3 separate regions of the Mus musculus genome follow, and regions 1 and 2 are each linked to region 3. Evidence: chromatin contacts called from public Hi-C and promoter capture Hi-C data. All regions are on one chromosome and are shown on one strand. The core of a region is the stretch at or near the end of the contact, and the rest is flanking DNA. Distances in the headings are between cores, read along the strand shown. Region 1 overlaps Sorcs2 (sortilin-related VPS10 domain containing receptor 2). Region 2 overlaps Sorcs2 (sortilin-related VPS10 domain containing receptor 2). Region 3 holds the start of Afap1 (actin filament associated protein 1).

Region 1 (3,680 bases), core at 488-2,987, 200 kb after region 3:
AGCAGGAAGCTGAGAACCACAAAGCAGAGAGAGAGAGAGAGAGAGAGAGAGAGAGAGAGAGAGAGAGAGAGAGAGAGAGAGAGAGAAAGAGAGAGAGAGAAAACCAGAAATGCCACAAGTCATTAAACCCCCAAGCCCACTCCACTGACATACTTCCTTCAACAAGCTCACACCTCTTAAGCCTTCTTCATCAATAGAGGACAAGGATTCAAATGCCTGAGACTATGAGGGGGTGGGTTGGGTTGGGTTGGGGTAGGGGGTGGAATCTCATTGAAGCCAGCAAACCTGGAGAGGGCTTACTTCAGAGCTTATGAGTGAGGGGAGGGTGAGAACTGGGCCCATGGGTAGTGATTGACAGGATACGGGATACTGGGGTTGTGGAAACACTATATACAGGATTCCTGTTATTTATCTACACCAGCACCATGTGGGACCATCACAGTGACCAGGAGCACAACCTCTCACCCCCCATACCTGTCCCAATTCTGGGCAGGATGCATTCATAAACACAAACCTTAGTCTTTCATAACAGCCGGGGTGGGAGAATGCCTTTGTCTCTCTTCCAGACAGAGAAGCAGGAGCCTGGCGGGGGAAATGACTTGCCCAGGGTCACACAGTCATATGCTCTTACACAGATGCATGGATGGCTCTGTTTGCCGTGGCAGCCACCCAGCCTCTGTGCTAACACTGGGCTGATGAGCCCTCAGCGTTGATTTAGTAAAACAGCCACTCAAACACAATCACAGAATTGATTGTCAGCTAAGAGCTGGTTCAGCTTTAATTACTGACTTGACAATTGCTGAAATGCCAAGAAGTGTCCCTGGGCACACTTGTAAATTGAAAGGAAGAGGCACGCCTTTCCCTTGACCAGGGGCTGCCTTGAAACCTGGCACCTGATCGATAGTCATCGAAGAAGGCAGGCATAATTCAGGAGACATAAAAACAACTCACCACCCACATTCTACAGCCTTGATTTATGGCTAATCTTGTCAATAACATGAAGCTCGAGGCTGGGGTATTGTTGAGACCTCTGTTCTCTGAGGGGCTGTGCATGGAGGCCCTGGAGGGAATGTGGTTTAATTGCGTTTGTTTGCCTGTCTGAAGGCATTTCACAGACAATGCAAAGAAAACTATTCGCCTGGGCAGTGTGCAGAGGATGGTGAATCCTCTGGAGTGACTGTGTTTGCAAGATTGTCTTTTATCAGGACAGTTGTGTTAACTGTGTAAGATTAGATCAGTGAACAATTTGTTCATTCATCTGTCCTAATTGAACAGCAGAAAGGCAAGGGACTGCATGGTAGCACCGTTAGTGTTCTGGCTTTGCAGGGCTTGCTGAGCCGGGGTAATGGTGGCACTGTGGGAATGACAGGGCCTCTCAGACATTCTCATCAAATATTCACAAACCAGAGGCTAAGGTGTCATTGTCACCACTAGTCCAGGAGTGAGGCAGTCCAAAGTGCTGCCTCAGCTCGAGTGAGAGGCCATTCTGGTCGTTATCCCTGGAGGTGGATGATGGAGGCCTCAGAGCCAGTTGGCTTGCATGAGCTGGTCAGAGAACCCAGTGAAGATAGAGCTGAATGACCCACACAGCAGCTTCCTGTTGGCCTCACCACAGCTTCCTGTTGGCCTTCACTGGAGCTTCCTGTTGTACCTCACCACAGCTTCCTATTTGGTCCTTACTGCAGCTTCCCGTTGGCCTTCTCTATAGCTTTCAGTTTGACCCTCACTGCAGCTGTTTCCTTGGTTTCCTGTTAGGCTCTGACTTACAGCTTCCTGTTAGCTCCTTACCACTCTGTTGGCCCTCACTGCAGTTTCCTGCCTGACCAACCACTACAACTTCCTGTTTGGTTCTTACCACAACTTCCTCACCCCCTCAACTCCCCCACACCCACCTTCTGGTTTGGTTCTTACAGCAGCAGTGCTGTGAAGAGCAGAGAAGAACCTTACACCGGAAACCACAGTCTCCAGCCATAGCCAATACCCGAGTGACAAGGCAGTGGCACATTGAGTACTCAGCACGGACAACACAGGTGACAAAATAATCAGACTTGAATTAACACTTACTGTGTGTTAGGTCCCAAAGAAACCTGGGACCAATGGCTACTTGGGGTACCCGTTGGCGTCAAATCTGGCCACCAGTGTCTCCCAGCATAAGAAGTCCTGGCTCCTCTCAGCTCTTCTCACCCCTGCCCCCTGCCTTAAACCTTGACGCCTTTGGCTGATCTCTCCCTCATATCTATAAAAAAAACCCTTCTCCTCAACCATACCTAGGACAGTCCTGTCCTCAGGTTCATTCACTGTGTACCAGGACTGGATAGAATGCTTTCTGTGTCTTTTAAATGGCCCTCTGCTGAAGTAAGCCAGGTCTTGCAGACGTTCAGTTAAGTGTCTCTAAGGTCCACGTGATGAAGGCTTGATCCCTACCCTGTGTAGAAGTGGTGGGACCTGAGGGGGGGCTAGTGGGAGGAAGGTCACTTGGGGGTGTGACCTTGAAGGGGACATGACTCAGGCCTCTTTCTTGACATTTTCTCTCTGCTTCCTGGCCATCGTGGGGTCAACAGGTCACCTCTGTCACGAGCTCCTACCAGGTTATGCTGAGTCAGATCAGGTGTGCAGCAGCTGAACTGTGAGGCGTGGACAGCAGGACTGCGAGCCACATAAACTTTCCCTTAAGAAAGCAAAGATTTCATGTTGTAGCCCAACTTTTGGCTACGTTGTGGGTTCTATTTTCTTTCCTTCTCCACCCCTCTTCTTCTACCCTTTCAACCCCCTACTTCTAGGTAGGAGATTATGAAAGGATAGAGGGGGAAGGGGGCAACATTATCACTAGACTAATTCCTGCTGACTAGAAGCACTGAGTTCCTTGGGGAAAGTTTGACCTTCACCGTTAGGATATCTAATTTATTCTTTTCATCTCCTCACACATGACTACTTGACAAACCATGGCCTGCAGCGTTCAGCCACCAACCAGCCTACCAACCCTTTCCATTGGGGATCTAGCACTTATATACCCTGCTTAAAAGTCCCTAGAATTCCAAACATCACACAATTGCAGAAACTATCTGCATCTGGTAAAACAAAAACAAACAAAGAAACACACACACACCAAACAACAACAACAAAACATGCCTCTGCTCGAGCATGAGGCAAACTATAGTCAGCGGCTGTGGACAATCTGAAGCAACCCCACATCCCTATACCTGGAATTAAAACAAAAACATATTCCCATAGCATATCTCTCTCTCTCTCTCTCTCTCTCTCTCTCTCTCTCTCTCTCTCTCTCTCTCTCTGTGTGTGTGTGTGTGTGTGTGTGTGTGTGTGTGTGTGTGTGTGTGTTTAAAGAAACCAAAATTCTCACGACATCAAGTCTCTCAAGAGGGCAATGCTCAGGACCCAGAGACAGCAACTCCAATCCCAGGCACACTGTCATCCCTGGACCCGTGGCTCCAGGAGGTAAATGAGGAGGCAGTAACGCTAAGACCCAGCCTGCAGAAATGGGAAGGGTGCACACTGGGTGACCTTCAGCCCTTTGTGTCCATCCTTCCCTGAGCTGGAGAGTATGTTCAGCCCAGATCCTTGGCTTCACACGGCACAGGCTGGCTTGTGATAGGCACTGACAAGACAGGCAGAAACAAGCAACTCAGGACTCAGAGGAGGACTTAGTCCCATGCTGTCAGGCA
Region 2 (3,805 bases), core at 902-3,401, 130 kb after region 3:
TCACCTAGAGTGTGTATGGGTTATGTTCCCTTCAGGAAGGGACACTCAAGTGATGGACTTATGCTGGGAAGGGCGTGGCCCTACCTGTCATTACAGACAGTGTCAGGGAGACTTGAGATCATTGAGTGGCTTAGCATCTCAGTGCTATGGAGAGTGTCAGTTAGCGCACAGTCAGCCCTCAGCTTCCATGGTCTAGGCAGAACTTAAAGCCCAGACGGAAGAAAGGACAGATGAAGAGAGAGGAGGAACCAAGTGCTTTCCCTCTACCAACTGCTCAGAATTCCACTGTCCTGCTCTGCCTTTACCCCTGGGGTTGGCCTGGAGCTTGTAGGAAGGGGTATTTGTCCCCTGACTGTTTCTATGGCAACAGGCCCTTCCCCTCCAACCTCAAAGCCTTAGCTGGTTCACAAAGATAGCCTTGGGCTTGGGGATGTTGGACCAGCCTCACACTGGACATATCTGCCCCCCTCCCCCTCTTGGCAAATGACAGGCAGTGTTTTGTCATTTGGGCCACATGAAGCACACTGGGGGAAGGTTGTAGCACTACTACTGGGGAATCTGAAGAGTGGGGCTGACACATCACCCACAGGGACCAGCTCCATCTACCCCAGGCAAGCATGCTGCTGCCCTCTAAGTGACCACCCACAGTTCTGCAGGCCCTGCACAGGATGGGACCAAGTCCACAGGCGCACCCGCACTCACCTTGACATCCGCCCACACGGAAATCTGGAAGCCTCCCTCTGCTTGGTCATGGGGATCACACCCAGACCCAGGGCTTTGTCCTCCACTTGCCCCTCTACCCAGGGCTCATATGCCACCATCCTGAAGCCATGCAAGGCAGGAATACTGCCCAGCTGGCTTCCCCTGACCCCCACCGCAGTCTCCTCCTTTGCATGCCCTCTTGTTGACAATGACACTATGGCTCAGAGGGGGAAAGCCTTTATCTGAGGCAAGCCTCTGGCAGGTCAGCATCTGGACAGATCTCAGGTCTACTCAGTGCCAGCCACCTGAAGGGCTGCCTGCCCCTTAGCTAGGTCCTGGCCCTGCAGGATGAAGGATGCTGGGTACGTGGGGGCAGAGGTGTCTGAGGTCTTGTCACATTGCTCTACAGCAGAGTGTTCCAAGAGTGTTGTCTGCTGGAGGGTGAAAAATAATAGGCACAGGGCCTTGAATCAGGTGGGTTTCACAGGGAGGTGTGGGATGTGGGCTGACTTCCTCTCAGCAGCACCACCATGCTTATCAGCAACAGCCTTGCACTTGTGTCTGTAGAATGGACCTGTACCTTCCCATGGCTATTACTCCAGGCTGCCTCCCTGGAGACCACACAGAGGACTGTCAGTTCTCAGCCCCACTCTGCACACAGACATGGCAGATGAGGGACATAGCTGGCCTCCATTATCCCTGGAGCTATCCCATGTTCACTGTGAGACAGGTCACAGAGGAAAGAGGACACTGAAGCCCTGTATAGGAGACACAGGGTCTCCCAGCACCCCTTAGAGTCAGTCTCTGGTACCCTCAGGTAACTGAAGCCCCTGTGGCAGCCATAGCCAAGATGTGGGAAGCCAGGAGGCCCTACTGGCCTTGGACTTGAACTGTGCCTCCTTGGACCTGGCATCCTTATCTGGAGGGCACAGTATCCCCTCCACGGAGGGTGATTGAAGAAGATGCCCTGGGCCTGTGCAGGGGACCAGGCTGAGCAGAAGGGAGCCTGAGAGTTTCCTGCTCACAGTACAGGGGAGAACACACACCACCTTCCTCCATGGCCTGTGGAAGCCACCACCTCTGGGGCCATATGTCAAGGCTGCCAGGGGCCTTACCTTTTGAACTTGTAGAGGATGAATGCTCCTACTGCAAAGAGCCCAATGACAAAGAGGACCACCACGGCCCAGTAGCCACCACTGCCACCTGGCCTCTGAGGACCTACAGGAGAGGAACAAGAGGAGCAGCCATGGGCTGGTTGTCCCCAGCCTGGGTCTGATGAGCCTACCTCATGTTGTCCAGCAGGCCTTGCCATGTGGCTGAGTGTATAGCAGGTTATGAAGGATAACAACACGACACGAGGCCTTGGGCCTCCCTTTCTGACAGAGCCCTACTATAACCCACTTTGGCTGGGTTTCCTTCAGAGGGGACAGCCCCTTCCTTCTGCACTGGTTTTGAATGAATCAGCAGGTTCCTGATGGTTGTGGAAGCTGCTTCCACACAGATCAAGCCAGATGGTGAGGCCCAGAGCTGGCTGTGCAGGGGTGGGTGCATCTAGCCAGAGATGTCCCAGCCAGAAGGGTCACTGGCAGCTAGATAAAAGCCCATTCAAATCCTACAGTCACTTTTAGCATCCGCAGGCCTGGGCCCATGCCCACCCTGCTCCAGGGAGGAGCTAAGCCGGGTCTGTCACCTGTGTCTGTGTCCCTCAGCTCCACCAGGATACGAAGCCCTCCTCGAAGGATGAAGCTGATTCTATGAGAGTTCAGCGCCTGCTGCACGGCTGCCAGTCTCTGAAAGCAAAGGAGGCAGGAAAGCTCTGAGGCCTGGACCACTGGAGTCCCTCGGGGCTGGGAAGGGATGCTGGCTGATGCTCAGTGTCCTTATCAGGGAATGGCATGAAAGCCCACCAGCCAGGTTCACTAGGAGCCACTGATGGTGCCGGAAGCCCTGCCATCAGCAAGCTCTCATTCCAGCGCAGAACAGAGAGAAGAGTCTCAGTGTGTCAGCTGGAAGACCTGGAGTGCTCCACAAGTCCCCCACCCTGGTCAGTGAAGCTTCTAGGAAGTGGGAGCTCACAAAGATGAGACAGGGCAGGGCATCCTACCTATGAGGGGAGTTGGGGGTGGGGGTGGCAAGCACAATGCCCTCCTCAAAAGATTCCCCATAACATGGCCAGTAGGTGAGGCTCATGACACACATCAGAGCCCGTCACCATCTGTATCTTACCACCTATCAGTCACTGTCCAGGGCCCATTATGAGGCCCTCTGACACTCATTTCCATGTGGCTATGTCTCTGGGATTCCGACTTTAGCTACATCCACTGGGGCAGAGCCAGAAGCTATGCCAGGCACAGAATTCCAGCATTTGGAGGAGAGAAGGCTTTGCCTCCATCTGGACACTTGTTATGGGCTCACACTGAACATATTCCTACACACTAACACCAGGCAGTCAGCCTAGTGCCTAGCAAGCTACCATTGTCCCACAGGCTACTCAGCACTCAGCATCTGGGGACCTCTCTGACGACAGTTCCCAAGGTGCTCCTGGTCAAGGAGCCTCATGGAGGACGTGCTAGAATTCCTGTGCTGAATTCTGTTTTGCTTGTAGCCTGCAGCCAGAGTCTCCCACAGGGCTCACCCACATGTCCCAGTGCTCCTGGTACTGAAGCTGAGGTCACATGACAGCTCCAGACAATGATGCAAGAGAACAGAGACCATCCACACAATCCCAGTCTAGCCTTCTCCCCCTGGAAGCTGCCTAATCTCACTAACCTTGGATGCTGTTGAGTTTGGAGCTACAGGCAGATGGTGGTACCCCGGGTCAGACAGCATGATAGTAAGAACTAAACCTTTAAGTGATGCCCCACAGAAATGTGGTTGTCAGGAGTGACGTCCCCCCACCCTCCGGGTCCTCAGCCACACAATCCTGCTATGCCATGGTCATACCTTGTCACTTGTGAGGCTCCTCTTCCTTGTGGGCCTTGGCAGAGGCAGAAGCACATACAAGTCGGCTATGGTGGGCAGCCCTGGCTTTACCACAGTCACAAGCAGCTCCTCTGGGATGCTGGTCTCCTGTGGTGACAGGCAGGACACTTGGCTCCTCTTC
Region 3 (3,667 bases), core at 1,061-3,560:
TCCTCTCTACCTTTCCTACAAGTGTCCAAGTCACCAAACACGGACTGATACATGTGGTGTGGCTATCGTTTGGGGTGGGTGTTGGGGGGAACAGCCACAAGCAAACTACCAGTTAGCACCTGCATTTGTGTGTCTATCCAGAAGCTCAGCTCACCCACCGATGCAGGTCAACCTTGGCCGAAAGGGTGAGAGGCAGAGGAAGGAGAGGGAGCCGAACTGAAATCCTGGTCCTCAGAGAAGCCGAGGCGCATGCGACGGACGAGCCTCAGAGGTCTTCTGGTCCCTTGCTCAGGTTCTCAAGGAGGAAGCCTGAGTATGAAGGAGGAGGTGACCTCACCTCAGAGCCAGGAAAGAGATTAATGTCCTCCCCCATCAGTGTAGCACAGACCCAGAGTCTGCAGACGGCTCAAAAATAAATAACTAAAGGTATTTTTCATGAGTTATGATTCATTTTAGAAGAAAATATCTACAATTATGTTTGGAGCCTGGGGCACTGTCCACATCCACATTTTATTGCTGTGGAGTGAACTGGCCAGAAATCTATGCAGATGCCAACAGGGTCTGTCATCTTTGAAAAAGCCAATTTGAAAACTTGGACTGAATTGCTTGAGCTTCGGATAAAATAGTGAATGATGCCCTGGAGGACTCCTTTATGGCCAACCCCTTTCAACTCCAACCAGAACCAGTTACCCCCAACCCTCCCTGGACCCTGTCTGCTCATATGAAACGGGCCTGAGGCCACTGGAGGACACTCAGGATGACAGCATGAGAGGGTAACACAGGTTGGAGTGACTGGCCTTTAGACATTTCTGTTCTTAGAATGTTCCGGGCCATAATAGCCATCTCTCCCATCCTCACGCCACCTGCCTTCCCCTCCCATCTTCCTTGGCTCCCTTTATTTGTCTCCTTCTCTGGCCTTCCCCAAGCACAGCTGCTCTCATTTTTGAGCAAAGCAGCCCACCATCCTGCCTCTGTGTCCCAGCACAGCTCGTACAGCAGGACGGTGTCCCAGAATGTCTCGCTTTTCTGTTGTCCTGATAATACCTGGACAAAAGCAAGTTAGGAAAGAACGGTTTCTGTTGGCCCACGGCTCTCCAGCTGTGGTCCAGTCCTTGACTGTAAGGAAGTCACAGTGTCAGGAGCTGAAGGCTGCTGGTCCTACCACACTCACCTTCAAGAAGCTGAGGCCAATTAATACCTGAACTCAACTAGATGGCTCCTTTTAAAACAGACCAGGACTTGAGCCCAGTGACAAGTGCTACCCACCTTCAGTGTTAGTCTTCCCACCTCAACCAAATCTAGGTAACTACTTTGTACATGCATGCTCAGCGATGAGGTAATCCTTCACAACAAGTTAACAATTAACACTAACCACACCAATCAAACCCATTCCCAAGAATAGCTCTTCTCGAATAAGGGGCTGTACCAAGAGGCCCCAGTGCCTGGGCAAGCAGATCATCTGTTGGCTTGGGGAGTCAGACAGGAGGATTGAGGCTCTGCATGGACTCCAGGACTCACTGAGGAGCGGCAGGCTGGCCTGTCTCTGGAAGTAAGCTATTTGTAATTTGGGGGGAGTCCAACTGAGGTCTGGTGATCACTGCTGACTGGATTGGATCCTGCAGTGATCATGTATGTGGATAGGGCTTCTGATGAGGGTATCCATCCCAAGAGAAGCATGCTGTCTCCAGCCATGATCACAAAGGCTCTCGTCAGAGGCAGAAGGGAAGTCTTGGAGAAGAGGGACAGGTTGTGAAATAGAGGGAAATCCACGAATGTTGTAGAGATACATTCCAGAACAGTCCTCTAAGGCTTGGGCGAATTTTAAAGATAATTGAGATATGGATAAATGGAAATGGTAGTAGGTAGATAGGAGTCATGCCTGGTGGGGGAATGGAAAAACAAAAAACAAAAACAAGGCTCTGAGCAGGAAAGGGATGAGATTAATAATTGGATCCTGAAGTAGGACAGCGAAATGGATCTGCTTGGCACAGCACCTAAAGGGAGTTTTCTCTTTCTTTCCACCCTTAATGATACCAACACCCTTCGACCAGAAGACGGACAAGGCTATGAGGATCGCAATTCGGATGGCAAGAACCATCAGTTTTCCTTTAGAACCAATTCTAGCTTTGGGGTGAGCACCGAGTACCACTGAGCTTAGTCCACGTGGGCGCTGAGCCCGAAGCGAAATCAGATCAGCGCAGAGTCCCGGGTGCCGGCTCGGACCCACGGCCCCGCCCAGCCTCTCTTTGTTCCTCCTGGCCCCGCCCCCTCCGCCCAACTCCCTAACCATTGGCTAGAGGGCGGGTTCTTGCTGTTCAGGGGGCGGGGCTATGGAGGCAGGCGGGGCCTGTCGCGCCTGCGCAGAATCCTCCGGCCACAGCTCGCACCGGCGGTGTCTGGGCTCCAGGTCCCGACTGAGAGATCGCTGAGCTGCGCAGGGCCCCGCCCCGGGCTCCATTGTTGAGGCAGCGGGCGCTCCGCGGGCTGCGCTCCTCTCGGCCGTCCAGTGCTCACGAGCCACTGAATCCTGAGGTGAGGCGGCGGCGACTTTGAACCCGTAGCGGGGCCAGGTGTCCCACGATGTCCTCGGGCAAGGTCCCCAAGCTGGATGCCCTGGGCCGGGCAGGGTCCCCAGACAAGGCTGGGCAGGATCTCCAGGGCCGGGTAGGGTCATCGAGGCCCTTCAGGGTGTTAGACAGGACTGACCAGGGACTCCTGACAGGGCAGCGTCTCCGGACAGGGCATGGTCCCTATACAGGGGTGGACGGGGTCTCCAGGGCTAAGTTGGATCCCTGGAGGTCAGAGTCCCCAGGGCCAGGTAGGGTCCCCGAGGCCCTTCAGGGTCCCCAGACAGGGCTGGGCAGGGTCAGCGGGCTGGGATGGTTTTCCAAGAACTGTTCGAAGATCCGGTCATCCGAGACCTAAAGGACAGACCGCATATTTGGACTTGCAGGACGATCGCTAAGGCTGAACTGGGGTTCCCGGCTTGGCAGTCGGCTGAAATGGGTCGGAGAGTGTGCTGCCCGGTTGGTGGCAGCTGCCTTCTCCTCTAGAGGGACAGGAACACCGAGAGGGCTGGCCTGGATGGACCCGAGCACTCAGGAGTCTGTGCGCCCTGGCATTGTCTCGCCGCCGGGTGGCACAGAGGGCTCTGCACCTCCAGGTCCTGGCCACCCCACGAGTGGGCTCTTTTCCGGCCCTCCTTCTTGGGTGTAGCTAGTTGATTGTCACCAAGAGGGACCGGGGGTTGGGGGACCCTTGTGTGAGGGAGCCTTCCTGTTTCCCTATGTGGTGTGGATGGCTCCGGAGGTAACTACGTGGACTTAAGTGTGTGGGGAGGCTTGGCGGGTGGAAAGGCTGTTTCTGTCCCTGTATTGGTACGATTTCGTGTGTCAGTGAAGGTGACAGCGTGGACACGCGCGCATGGGATCCTGGTCCTGTGTCCCATGGCTTGTCGACCCAGGCTTTGCCCATTCAGTCCTGGCCCCCGCTTTGGGTGTGCATTGGGCACTGGAGTTTCGGTGAGGTGAGCGAAGCCCTGTGCGTGCTGGGCGCAGTTAGCCTAAGGTGGTGTGGACCGGACTTTGGTATTGTCTTTATTCAGTGAGTTGAAGCGGGGAGCGGGCGGGGTGGGGGGCGCTACACGGGCTCTGGAGTAGCCCGTCTG

The links. Promoter capture Hi-C pulls out the DNA fragments that hold promoters and counts their contacts. Hi-C and Micro-C count contacts between places; a contact is called where the count stands out from the background.
Region 1: a Hi-C map of CD4 T cells shows a contact between it and region 3, with 1.8 times the contacts expected there. The contact joins the enhancer-like site here to the promoter of Afap1 in region 3.
Region 2: a contact with region 3 is called in a promoter capture Hi-C map of hippocampal neurons, with 2.9 times the contacts expected there. The contact joins the enhancer-like site here to the promoter of Afap1 in region 3. A contact is called at or near these places in 2 of 39 promoter capture datasets (embryonic stem cells and hippocampal neurons), 2 of 15 datasets of contacts at CTCF or cohesin (both in embryonic stem cells) and 4 of 484 Hi-C or Micro-C datasets (the HL-1 cell line, embryonic fibroblasts and embryonic stem cells).

Annotation. Positions count from the first base shown.
Region 1 is chr5:36,087,669-36,091,348 of GRCm38.p6, forward strand. All of the region lies in intron 3 of Sorcs2 (sortilin-related VPS10 domain containing receptor 2), which reads right to left. It overlaps Gm52811 (a long non-coding RNA gene), which reads left to right. Exons shown (of 3, transcript XR_003955892.1): 3 at 1,914-2,001. Among named protein-coding and RNA genes, the nearest start is that of Gm52811, 4.5 kb to the left of the region's middle. Within about 2 kb of position 1,738, at least 103 of the 459 cell types and tissues checked have an H3K27ac peak or open chromatin away from gene starts, as enhancers often do.
Region 2 is chr5:36,022,175-36,025,979 of GRCm38.p6, forward strand. Sorcs2 (sortilin-related VPS10 domain containing receptor 2) reads right to left here. Exons shown (of 27, transcript NM_030889.2): 23 at 3,646-3,771; 24 at 2,393-2,492; 25 at 1,818-1,920. Among named protein-coding and RNA genes, the nearest start is that of Gm52811, 61 kb to the right of the region's middle. Within about 2 kb of position 2,152, at least 9 of the 459 cell types and tissues checked have an H3K27ac peak or open chromatin away from gene starts, as enhancers often do. A contact at or near this core is called in hippocampal neurons, where this site is marked.
Region 3 is chr5:35,891,009-35,894,675 of GRCm38.p6, forward strand. It overlaps Afap1 (actin filament associated protein 1), which reads left to right and starts at 2,311. Exons shown (of 17, transcript NM_027373.2): 1 at 2,311-2,532.